Regions from separate parts of the Mus musculus genome. Here regions 1 and 3 are each linked to region 2. A link is a contact called in public HiChIP or PLAC-seq data. All regions are on one chromosome and are shown on one strand. Each heading gives the region's core, a stretch centred on a gene start, on an enhancer-like site or on the middle of the called end of the contact. The rest is flanking DNA. Distances are from core to core; before and after follow the strand shown.

Region 1 (3,983 bases), core at 720-3,219, 270 kb before region 2:
GCTGGTAGAAGGCAAGAAGGAACTTCTGCAGGTTGTCCTCTGACCTCCTCACGTGGCTCGTGGCAGGCAGGTGAGCAGGTGCACAGGGGTGCACATACAAATGAGTCAATGTCGTTTTAACAGTTAGAGAAAGTCCATAGCATTTTGCCTGCATGTATGTCTGTGCACCACATGCATGCAGTGCCTGAGAAGGCCAGAAGAGGGCATCAGATCCCAGGAATTGGCATTAGGAATGGTTGGTAGCCACCAAGTGATTGTTGGAACAACCTTGGTTCTCTGCGAAAGCAGCAAGTTCTCTTTTCCACTGAGCCTTATCTCTAGCCCTAATTTTAGATTTTGGTGACAAAGTTATGCTATAGAGCAACAGAGCACAGAATGGCTTTGCGCTGAAGACAAAAGTGCTCTGTCTTAGAACTCATTTTTCCTGAACAAGAGTAACATCAGTAGCGTCAGAGGTTCTGTGAATATCACATGTAAGTGGCATGTCATACAGTGGTGACACTCATCTTCTGGTTCTACCTGCACTATATTACTAATAAAACCTTGCTTTATTAGTGTCTTCTATTCAGAAAAGTAATGAGTGGGGTTAATTTTATTTATTTTCCAAGAGATTCCAGAGAGTGACATGGTGCCAGGAGCTATTTTGGTGACTGAAGAGGAACTTAGTCGGTGTGTTGAAGATGTGTTTAAGGTTAGTAATTCAGGTCGCTGATGCTGCTAGTTAATGTTCATACTTGACGGCCTTTTGTTTTTGGAGGCTCTGGACTTTGAACACAGGCCTTCTGCTGGCAAGCACTGTACCACTGAACTGTGTCTGTAGCTTTGCCTCATAACCAGTACTTCCAGGATTTGAATGAATAGGGGCTAGATGGCTCAGCGGGTGAGAGCACAGAGGACCTGGGTCCGTTCTCAGCACCCACATCAGGTGCCTCTCAACTGCCTCCCTCCAGTCCCGGGGGATCTCATGCCTCTGGGCTACTCAGGCACCTGTACCTGCACACACCCACATATGCAGGTGTGCACACAAATACACATAATTAAAGAAGGAAAGAAGATAGTGGGTCTGACTAGCTGGCCCTGGAGGTAGACGCCTGTAATCCCTATGCTCAGGAGGATCATTGTAAAGCCAAAGCCAGCCTGTTTGCTATAGTGAGTTCTAGCTTCTAGGGCTTCACAGTGAGTACTGGCTGTCACCATCTCCTTTCCCTTCCCTACTGCTATGTCTCTATGTATTTTATTTATTTTAAAAAGATAACATGTTATGCTTCATCAGTGGACAGAGGTTTGGTTAGCTTATGAATGGCAACATTTAGCCACTTATTTCTGTAAAACGGAAAGGAAGGAGGAAGCTGTTGTCACTGGAAGCTGAGACTGTGGTAACCACCATATACTGCTCGTTTTTGTACCTTTTTACTGCTAACGTCTGTTGCATGATATACCACATTTCTGCTTGTTAGTTGGTACACATTTGGATGTATAGTACATTTTTTCTTTTAACAGCTTTACTGACATATGCATACAGTTTGTACATTCAGAAATATAAGTAGCAGTCAATGGCATTAAACTCAGATTTGTACACGCGTCACCATCATTAATATTAGAGCATTTCATTGCCTCAGAGAAACTCCCGGAACTGCTTAGCTCTCACTCCTGAATCCCTGCATCACCACTTCCCAGTCCTCTGGGCCTGGAGAGGGAACTGTTTGCCTGTATTCTGCCTCTAGATCCACCTGTTCTAGACATTGCCTGTAAATCATGGTGAACAGTCTGATCTTTGTGACTGGCTTTTTTCATTTGGTATGTTTTAGTGCCATTCTATATCATATCATAGCATGGATCTTTCTGACTACCGAATAATTCTTGATTGTATGAGTAGGCTGCATTTTTGCTTAGCCACTCCTCAGCTTTTATGACTAGTGCTGCTTTGGACAGTTCATGTACACATTTCCGTATGTGCTGTGGTTAGGCTGTGGTTTGAGAGGATCCCCCAGGGTTTCCTGTGGTGGAAGCTTTCTCTTTAGTGTGGCAATATTTGGGAGGTGTTATGGAATCCTTAAGAGATTGTGCCTAGAGCCAGGCAGTGGTGGCACACGCCTTTAATCCTAGCACTTGGGAGGCAGAGGCAGGTAGATCTCAGAGTTTGAGGCCAGCCTGGTTTACAGAGTGAGTTCCAGGACAGCCAGGGCTGCACAAAGAAACCCTGTCTCGAAAAACCTAAAAAAAAGAGATTGTGCCTAAGTGTGAGTGGTGGCACATGATTATACCCTGGCATTTGGGAAGCTGACGCAGGAGGATTAGAAGTTCCAAGTCATCCTCAGCTGTGTAGTGAGTTAGAGGCCAGCCCGGGTACATGGGACCCTATTTTAAGAGATAGAGAGGGAGGGAACACATGCACACACACACACACACATATATATATATACATAGACATATACACACACACTCACACATATACACACACACTCACACACGCACACACACGAAAGAGAGAGAGAGAGAGAAAGAGAAAGCTTGAATGTAATGAAAGGCAGATGGGTAAACTGAGGCACAGAGAGAGAGAGAAAGAGAGAGAAAGCTTGAATGTAATGAAAGGCAGATGGGTAAACTGAGGCACCGCTCTCAGAAGGTATTGATGGAGTTCTATGGAACCCTGGCTAGCTCTTAGAGAGGGTTGTTAGGAAAGAATAGGCTGTGCCCTCCCTGGTGATCTCCCAGTCACATGTCCTCTGTTGTTCCACTGTGTGCCTTACCCCATGGAGCTCTGCCCCCCTCTCCTCGGGGCCAGCACAATGCTGTTGGGACCTTCAGTTTCCAAAAGTGATTGCTCAGAACAAAACAAGACCAGAGAGAGGGCTCAGCCGTTAAGAGCACTGCCTGCTCTTCCAAGGGACGTGGCTTTGATTTCCAGCATCCACATGGTGGTTCATGACCATCTGTAACTCTATTTCAGTGGATCTCAACCTACCAGTCACAGTCCCTTTGGGGTTGAACTACCCTTCCACAGGGTCACCTAAGACCCTTGGAAAATACAGGTACTTACATTATGTTTCATAACAGTGGAAAAATTATAGTTATGAAGTAGCAACAAAAATAATTTTATGCTTGGGAGTCACACAGCATAGGAACTGTATGAAAGGGTGAAGGCATCAGGGAGTCAGACTGCTCTAATGCCAGGAAAGCCAGTGCCTTCTCTGGGTTACCTCAGGCACCAGGCGTGTACATGGTACACAGATAACAAAATGCAAGCAAAACATGCATACACGTAAAATAATCTTTTTAAAAGTTAAAAAAATCCAAACAAAACCTCCAAACTCCTGGGCTGAATGTTACAGTTCATGCCTATGACCCAGCATTTGGGAGGCAGAGTCTGAGTTTGAGAGTAGACTGGTGTACGTAACGAGTCCAAGGACAGCAAGGCTGCATATTGAGACCCTATCTCAAAAAATAAACAATAGCTAGGTGCTGGCAGTGCACTCCTTTAATCTTAGCATCTAGGGTCAGAGGCAGGTGGAACTCTGTGAGTTTGAGGCTAGCCTGGTCTACAGAGTTTGTTCCGGGTCAGCCAGAGTACACAGTGAACCCTTGTCTTGTAGAAAACAAGAACTCTGTAAGCCTTACCCAGTCATGTGCATTTCATTATAGTATCACGGTTTCTGCTCTCCTGGATAAGTCCTAGGGACAGGAGGGACTGCTGGGTCTCTGGTTACTCTGAGGGAACTGTCAGCCTGCTTTACCCTTCTCCTAGCAGACTGTGAGGGCAGAGTGGATGTTTATTTTGATGTTTTAATTTTTAATTTATTTTTTATTTTGTTGTTGTTTTTAAGATTTATTTTGTTATATGTAAGTACACTGTAGCTGTCTTCAGACACTCCAGAAGAGGGCGTCAGATCTTGTTACAGATGGTTGTGAGCCACCATGTGGTTGCTGGGATTTGAACTCAGGACCTCTGGAAGAGCAGTGAGTGCTCTTAACCACTGAGCCAT
Region 2 (3,791 bases), core at 59-2,558:
TTTATCTTTGTATTTCTTACAGAGATAAAATGTTTTTCATCCCAATTTCTACTTTATCTGTTGGCCTGGAATCTTTGGGGGTTGGGAGAGAGTGTAGCTTTTTTCTGTTTATTTTTTTGAAGTTTGTGTGAGTCAGGGCCTCATAGAGCCTTAAACTGATCATCCTCTGGCCTCTACTTCCTGAGTCCTGGGATGACAGGCATGGACTTCACAGGTGTGCCATTGGGCAAGTAGAGTAGGTGACAAAACAAAGCTGTGACGTGACAAGTGCCAGGCTAGGATGGTGATGCACGAATTCTGGGGGACCCTGAACAAGGAAGCCTGCAGAAACTGGTCGTTGTGAAAAATCAGGAAGTCAAAAAGCTTGCTGTCTGGATTCCTGTCTACACGTATCAGTTTTACATAACAATAATAATCTCACTCTATAGATATTTGTGTTCAGTGCCTGCTATCTTCTAGAACCATTTATATGTATTAGTATATGTATTGAGTGAGCTCTCTTGGTTACTTAGTTGATATTAGGGTTAATATTACATTTTTATGTGCTCTCTGTGGGTTATAAAAAGAAGAAAAAGAATGATTCATTGAAATGACTCAGCAGGAAGGTGTGTTCTGCCAAGTGAGGTCAGTTCCCACATCCCATATGGTAGGAAGACTGAACCAACTCACATGACCTTCCACATGAGCGGTGACATTCGCACACCCAGTCACATACAAACATATACAACACAAATCTATAATAAATTAACAAGAAGATTATATAGGGCTAGAAACATGGCTTAGTGTTTAAAGCACTGACTGCTCTTACAGAGGACCTGGGTTCTATTCCTAGCACCCACATTGTGGCTCACAAATATCTGTAACTTCAGTTCCAGGGGATCCAGTACCTGTTGGCACTGAATGAAGGCAATGGTACACAGACAAACATATACATATGTATGTAGTATGTATGTATGTATGTATGTGTATACATATATATGTGTATACACACATACACACACACACACACACCCTCATACCTATAGAATAAATAAAAAAATTAAAAACAAGAGGATGTGAAGGAGGCTGTGGTGGTGCACGCCTTTAGTCCCAGCACTCGGGAGGCAGAGGCAGGCAGATTTCTGAGTTCGAGGCCAGCCTGGTCTACAGAGTGAGTTCCAGGACAGCCAGGACTACACAGAGAAACCCTGTCTCGAAAAAACCAAAAAAAAAAAAAAAAAAAAAAAAAAGAGGATGTGGAGGTGGGAGGGGACACCTGAAAGCCACTTCCTGAGTTGAGGTGAGAAGAGTGGAATTAGAGGCTGTGTACATAGCTCAGTTGGTAGGGTGCTTGCCTAGCAAGCATGAAGGCCCAAGTTTGATTCAAGCACTGTATGAACCTGGTGGGGTGGGTTGTGCCTGAAGTCCCAGCACTAGAGGTAAAGGCAGGAAGATCAGGAATCCAAAATCATCCCCTGATACATAGCAGGTTCAAACCCTGTTTTGGCTTAAAAGATTGTCTAAAAAAAAAAAAAATATATGGGGAGGGTGTGTCTTCCCAAGTTACAAAGTTTTTGTAACTAGTTCACATTTTAATCTAAATTCAATCTTAGATTTTGGGCTTGAAGGTATAGTTTAATGGTAGATCAATTGTGTAGTGTATGAAAGGTCCTATATTGATTACCCCCCTAGGGTTGTAAACGGAATATTAGATTCTATTCACTATACTCTAGTCCAGTGACTCTTAACCTTCCTGAAGCTGTAACCCGTTAATACAGCTCCTCGTGTTGTGGTGACCCCACCCATAAAATTATTTTTGTTGCTACTTCATAACTTTAATTTTGTTACTGTTGTGAATTGTAAATACCTATGTTTTCTAATGGTCTAGGCAACCCTGTAAAAAGGTATTTTAACCCCTGCTAGGTTACAACCCACAGTTTGAGAACCACTGTTATAGTCCTTTGGAAATTGATTCTGTTATGCCAGGTCTGGTAATTCACACCTGTAGTCTCTGCACTTAGACGTTTACTTTTTTTTTTTTTTTATTATACATAAATTCACTGTAGCTGACTTCAGACACACCAGAAGAGGGCGTCAGATCTCATTATGGATGGTTGTGAGCCACCATGTGGTTGCTGGGATTTAAACTCAGGACCTTTGGGAGAAGAGCAGTCAGTGCTCTTATCTGCTGAGCCATTTCACCAGGCCCCTGAAAGAGTTTTTTATTCATGGGAACTAAATGAGATAATATGTGAGAGATATATAGCAGAGTTCAGTGTAAATGTAGATGAGAACAATTGATAGCACATAGGTGCTGGAGAGATGAAGAAATTTAAAAGATTTTTTTCTAGTCTTTTACACGATCAAAATTTTCATTAGGTGTAAACTCTGCCCCCCCCCCCCCCCAAAGGTAAAGGAAACAGAAACAGCACATTTTTTTGTGTGAAGCAGTGCTTTGTTGTAGAGAAAGAAGCAGGGGAGCTACTCAACTGCAGAAGTCCCCAGGAGGCCATCGGAAGTGAGTACACAGGGAGGCGGGGTGGGGCCTGCTGTGATCCCAGCACTTAAAAAGGCAGAGGCAGGAAGATCTGCCTGGCTGAGGGCAACAGCAGACCTGTGGCCTCTTGTGCCGTTTCCCACCGTCAAGCCCCTGAGTGACATGACCAGAGAGAGGAGTGTGGGTAATGAGTGACTGGATCAGTGTCGAAGGGAACAGTTTCCGCATCTTTACTTATGGAAGGGTCTTAAACAAGCTCACTGTGTAGCGGTTTGCACAGCCAGATTTAATTACTACTGCCTGTCTCCTCACAAGAACACCTAAAAATGCAAGCCCAGGGTGTTTAAAATAAACTTGCATATTCTGTTACAGTTTAAGAAAACTATTGCAAAGAAATTTAAGAAGTATTTACTTTATGAATAACCCACAGCTACTTGACCATATAAAATTAGTAGCTGAAAAGGGGGAAATTATTCAGACCAAAGCCCCAACTTCTTCAGATAGTTGGGGTTTCAGTGTTTGTGATTGTAAAGGTGTGAAAGCTGATTCTTCCCTGTTAACATAATAGATGCCTGTGCAGAACCCAACTGAGGACAGGAAAAAAATGTTTTTGGACAGTTTGCAAAAACTCCTTTAAAAAAAAAGTTCATGTTTTATTTTGAGACGGGATCTCACTATGTAGCTCTGGTTGGCCTGGAACTCACTATGTAGACAGCTCTGCCACCCCAGGGGTGCAGGGAGTAAAGGTATTTGCCATCCTGTTTGTCTATAAAGGCCACATTGCTCGTTTGTTTGTTTGTTTGTTTGTTTGTTTTAGTTTTTTGAGACATGGTTTCTTGTATAGCACTGGTTGTCCTGGAACTCACTATAAACCAGGCTGGTCCCAGATCTGCCTGCTCTGCCTCTCAGGAAGGGTTTTTTAGAGGAATTCTATGGAGGGAAGGAGACGGGAAATGGAACTAGGAATGGGGTTTAGAGACAATATCATGTTTTTTCTCATGTAGAGTCTGCATTTAATAGTAAAGATAGGTGAGTCACAGGGCTGGAGAGATGGCTCAGTGAGTAAGAACACTTGTTGCTCTTGCAAAAGACCTGAGTTTGAGTCCATGCGCTCATTTGGTGGCTCACAACCATCTGTAACTCTGTTCCAGGGGATTTAACAAGCACACATGTATGTAGTGCACATAGACACATGCAAGCAAAGCATTCATACATGTAAAATAAAATCTAAAAACATTAAAAAAAAAAAAAGATTTGTAAGCCAAGCATCTTGCTCATGCCTATAATCCCAGCACTGGGGGGTGGGGGTGGGGGG
Region 3 (3,673 bases), core at 53-2,552, 400 kb before region 2:
AGACACTCCAGAAGAGGGCGTCAGATCTTGTTACAGATGGCTGTGAGCCACCATGTGGTTGCTGGGATTTGAACTGTGGACCTTCGGAAGAGCAGTCGGGTGCTCTTACCCACTGAGCCATCTCACCAGCCCGGAAAAGGTTCTTTGGGGTTTTAATTAATTACATTTATTTATCTTTTGTGTGTGTGTGTTTTGTTGGGATCTTGTTTTGTTTTGTTTTAAGACAGGGTATCACTAACTAACCCTGGCTGCCCTGGAACTTGCTAGAGTTCAAGACCAGGATGGCTTATTAAACTCTCAGAGATCTGCTTGCCTCTGCTCGAATTAAAGGCATGTGCCATCAGGCCTAGCCAGTTTTCAGTTTTTTTGTTATATTTAACTTTCAGGTTTTACTTATTATTTCATGTGTATGGATATTTTGGCTGCATGAATGTCTATGAGTAACATATGAGCACTGGCTATAGAGGCCAAAGGAGGGCATTGGGTCTTTTGAACTGGAGTTACAGAAGGTTGTGAACTGCCATGTGCTGCTGCAGATCAATCCCAGGTCTTCTGGAAGAGCAGCCAGTGCCCAGTGCTTTTAACTGTTCAGTTATCTCTCCGGGCCCCAATTTTTTTTTTTTTTTTTTTTTTTGAGACAGTCTAACTCTATAATCCAGGCTGATCTCAAATTCATGGCAATCCAGCAATTTCTCTTGCCGCAACCTCTTCAATACTGTGACTATAGGTCTACATTGTACACCGTTACACCCAGCCCTAACTCCCTTCTGAGGATTGCATTTGAGAAGTCTAGGGACCACGTAAGTGGATATGTTCAGTTGGGTGTTGGACAGAGTTCTGGGCTGCATGGCACCCTAGAGACTCAGAAAGGAAGGGTAATCGCTGCTAGCTTGCCACAAACTCGGCCCTGCTTCCCACCAGAGAGGGAGAAGAGAAGTTACCACCGGCCACACAGGAAGGAAGAGGAAGAGGATGAGGAAGGAGAAGTGGTAATGTTACCACATGAAGGGATCTCACCTCTTTTAGTTCCTATTTCTCATCTGTGTCTCACCTTGGTTTCCAGGAAAGAGAAGTAAAAGCTGAGTTGTGGAACCCAAGTCTACAGCACAGACCAAAGCCCAAATGAGAGGATGAAGGGATGCCCTGTGCCAAGTGAAGGGTGTCACACGGGGAGATGTAGGAATGAGGCTGTCCCATGGTCTGCCCCTGGTGCTACTGGAGCCTGACAGGGCCCGGCAGTGACAAAGCTTGGGGATGGGAAAGCAGGCAGGTGGCACTGGGACAAGCCCTGTGCTGAGGTGCTAAAGGGCTACCTCCCAAGTGCCAAATGCCATGGATCACGCACAGCCAGAAAGGTTTAAAGGACAGCTGGAGCGGTGACATGCTGCCAATCTGAATCCCAAACACAAACAACCATCTGTAAACTTTTAGTAATGAGCCGAGCAGTGGTGGTGCACTCCTTTAATCCCAGCACTTGGGAGGCAGAGGCAGGTGGATTACTGAGTTGGAGGCCAGCCTGGTCTACAGAGTGAGTTCCAGGACAGCCAGGGCTATACAGAGAAACCCTATCCTGAAAAAAACAAAACAAAACAAAGAAAGGCACTGACTGCTCTTCCAGAGGTCCTGAATTCAATTCCCAACAACCACATGGTGGCTCACAACTTAGTGGGATTCAATGCCCTCCCCTGATGTGTACTCATATCCATAAAATAAATAAATAAAAATTTAAAAAATAGATTGTTACAGGCTTAGACTTTACATTGATAACCTTCCTTGTGTGTTTCCCTGAAACTGAGCCCTGTAGCCCAGGCTGGCCTTGAATTTACAGTGCATCTGAGGATGACCTTGAACTTTTGTTTCTCCTTTATCAGTCCACTTCCTGACTGCAGAGATTACAGGAGTATATCACTCCCAGCTGGATAAAATCTTTAGATGATTGTCTACTTCATATTCATATCATGTTCCCATTAAGGAAAAACAATAGAGTTAGGTCACTCTGCCTTTTTTAAAAAAAGATTTATTTGGGGCTGGAGAGATGGCTCAGTGGTTAAAAGCACTGACTGCTCTTCCAGAGGTCCTGAGTTCAATTCCCAGCAACCACATGGTGGTTCACAACTATCTATAGTGAGATCTGATCCCCTCTTCTGGGGTGTCTGAAGATAGCTACAGTGTACTTACATATAATAAATAAATAAGTCTTTTAAAAAAAAAGATTTATTTGTGAGTGTGTGTGTGTGTGTGTGTGTGTGTGTGTGTGTGTGTGTGTATGTATGCATATGGGTATATACACCTATGCATGGTGCATGTACCTGTGTGTAGGTATGTACAGAGCCAGAGGAGGGCATGGGATCCCTCTGAGCTGGAGGCTCAGTAATGAGGAAGTGCTAAGATCTGAACACCAGTTCATTAGCCAGTTGATTAGCAAGCACTCAACCACTCAGCCAGCACTCCAATACTCCGTTAATGTATTTTAAAAAGATTTGTTTTGCTGCTTCCTCTTCTGCTTCTTCTTCCTCTTCCTCCTCTTCCTTCTCTTCCTTCTCTTCCTCCTTTTCCTCTTCCTCCTCCTTCTCCTCTTCCTCTTCCTTCTTCTGAAAAATGCCAAATAGCAGATGATGATACCTGTGTAGCAGGAAGGCCCAGAGAAACCCGGTACCCAGGTTAGGAGAGTGGTGATTGCCACCAAGGATTTGGCAGCTCTTTTAGGGACCCACAGTCATTGGCCTTGGGGTTCATGGAGATAAAGCAGAAGACAAGGATTGAATCTAAGCTGGGAAAACAACAACAAACAAAACAAAAACAAATAAAACAAAGCAAAAAAAACCATGAAGGGGCTGGAGAGATGGCTCAGTGGTTAAGAGCACTGACTGCTCTTCCAGAGGTCCTGAGTTCAATTCCCAGCAACCACATGGTGGGTGGCTCACAACTATCTATAATGGGATCCGATGCCCTCTCCTAGTGTGTCAGCGACAGTGTGCTAATATACATAAAATAAAAAAATAAGTCTTAAAAAAACTAAGAAAGAAAAGAAAGCAACATGAAGATCAAGTCCCTGAGGAGGCAGCCACTGCCACCCCAGGAGCCATCGTCTTGGCCATGCTTTTCATCATCCCTGTGCAGAGAGGCTACTGAGGGGACAAGATTGGTTAGCTGCACACTGTTCCCAGCAAGGTGACAGACAGGCTGCTATGTCTCAGTGTTGGTGAATCTCATTCCTGCCCCCAAAGGCACAGAGAGATCTCTGCTTCTTTTTGTTTGTTTGTTTTGCTTTAAGGAAGGAGTTTATTGCCAGGTAGTGGTGGTGCACTTCTTTAATTCCAGCACTCGGGAGGCAGAGGCAGGTAGATTTCTGAGTTCAAGGCCAGCCTGGTCTAGGAGTGAGTTCCAGGACAGCCAGAGCTACACAGAGAAACCCTGTTTCAAGGAAAAAGGAAAAAAAAAGGGGGGGGGTGGTTATTTTTGGCTCCCAGTTCTAGGGAACAGTCTATACTAGTGGGGAAGTCCTGGCAGGAGCTTGAGACAGGAGACAGCTGGTCACATCATAGCCATAGTCAGGAAACCAGAAATGATATAAGTCATTTCACTTTAATAACATAACTGCTCTTTTCTCCCCTGTAGTAATTCAGCTCCTCTAAACGTGGGTTCCCCAGTCGCCACCAACAAGAATATCAGG

Evidence for each region. HiChIP or PLAC-seq counts read pairs in DNA pulled down with a chosen protein or histone mark.
Region 1: a contact with region 2 is called in an H3K4me3 HiChIP or PLAC-seq map of bone marrow-derived macrophages, with 2.5 times the contacts expected there. The contact joins two enhancer-like sites. A contact is called at or near these places in 2 of 15 datasets of contacts at CTCF or cohesin (the NIH/3T3 cell line and stem cell-derived epiblast-like cells), 3 of 484 Hi-C or Micro-C datasets (bone marrow-derived macrophages, hematopoietic stem cells and induced pluripotent stem cells) and 9 of 115 datasets of contacts at active chromatin or transcription factors (T-cell acute lymphoblastic leukemia, a beta-TC-6 cell line, bone marrow-derived macrophages and 4 more).
Region 3: a contact with region 2 is called in an H3K4me3 HiChIP or PLAC-seq map of bone marrow-derived macrophages, with 7 times the contacts expected there. The contact joins two enhancer-like sites. A contact is called at or near these places in 1 of 39 promoter capture datasets (cranial neural crest) and 1 of 115 datasets of contacts at active chromatin or transcription factors (bone marrow-derived macrophages).

What each region holds. Positions count from the first base shown.
Region 1 is chr8:106,699,557-106,703,539 of GRCm38.p6, forward strand. It overlaps Tango6 (transport and golgi organization 6), which reads left to right. Exons shown (of 18, transcript NM_173037.1): 7 at 609-691. Among named protein-coding and RNA genes, the nearest start is that of Tango6, 18 kb to the left of the region's middle. Within about 2 kb of position 1,970, at least 42 of the 459 cell types and tissues checked have an H3K27ac peak or open chromatin away from gene starts, as enhancers often do. A contact at or near this core is called in bone marrow-derived macrophages, where this site is marked.
Region 2 is chr8:106,972,438-106,976,228 of GRCm38.p6, forward strand. All of the region lies in intron 1 of Sntb2 (syntrophin, basic 2), which reads left to right. Among named protein-coding and RNA genes, the nearest start is that of Gm22085, 35 kb to the right of the region's middle. Within about 2 kb of position 1,309, at least 130 of the 459 cell types and tissues checked have an H3K27ac peak or open chromatin away from gene starts, as enhancers often do. A contact at or near this core is called in bone marrow-derived macrophages, where this site is marked.
Region 3 is chr8:106,573,534-106,577,206 of GRCm38.p6, forward strand. No RefSeq gene overlaps it. Among named protein-coding and RNA genes, the nearest start is that of 1110028F18Rik, 12 kb to the right of the region's middle. Within about 2 kb of position 1,303, at least 22 of the 459 cell types and tissues checked have an H3K27ac peak or open chromatin away from gene starts, as enhancers often do. A contact at or near this core is called in bone marrow-derived macrophages, where this site is marked.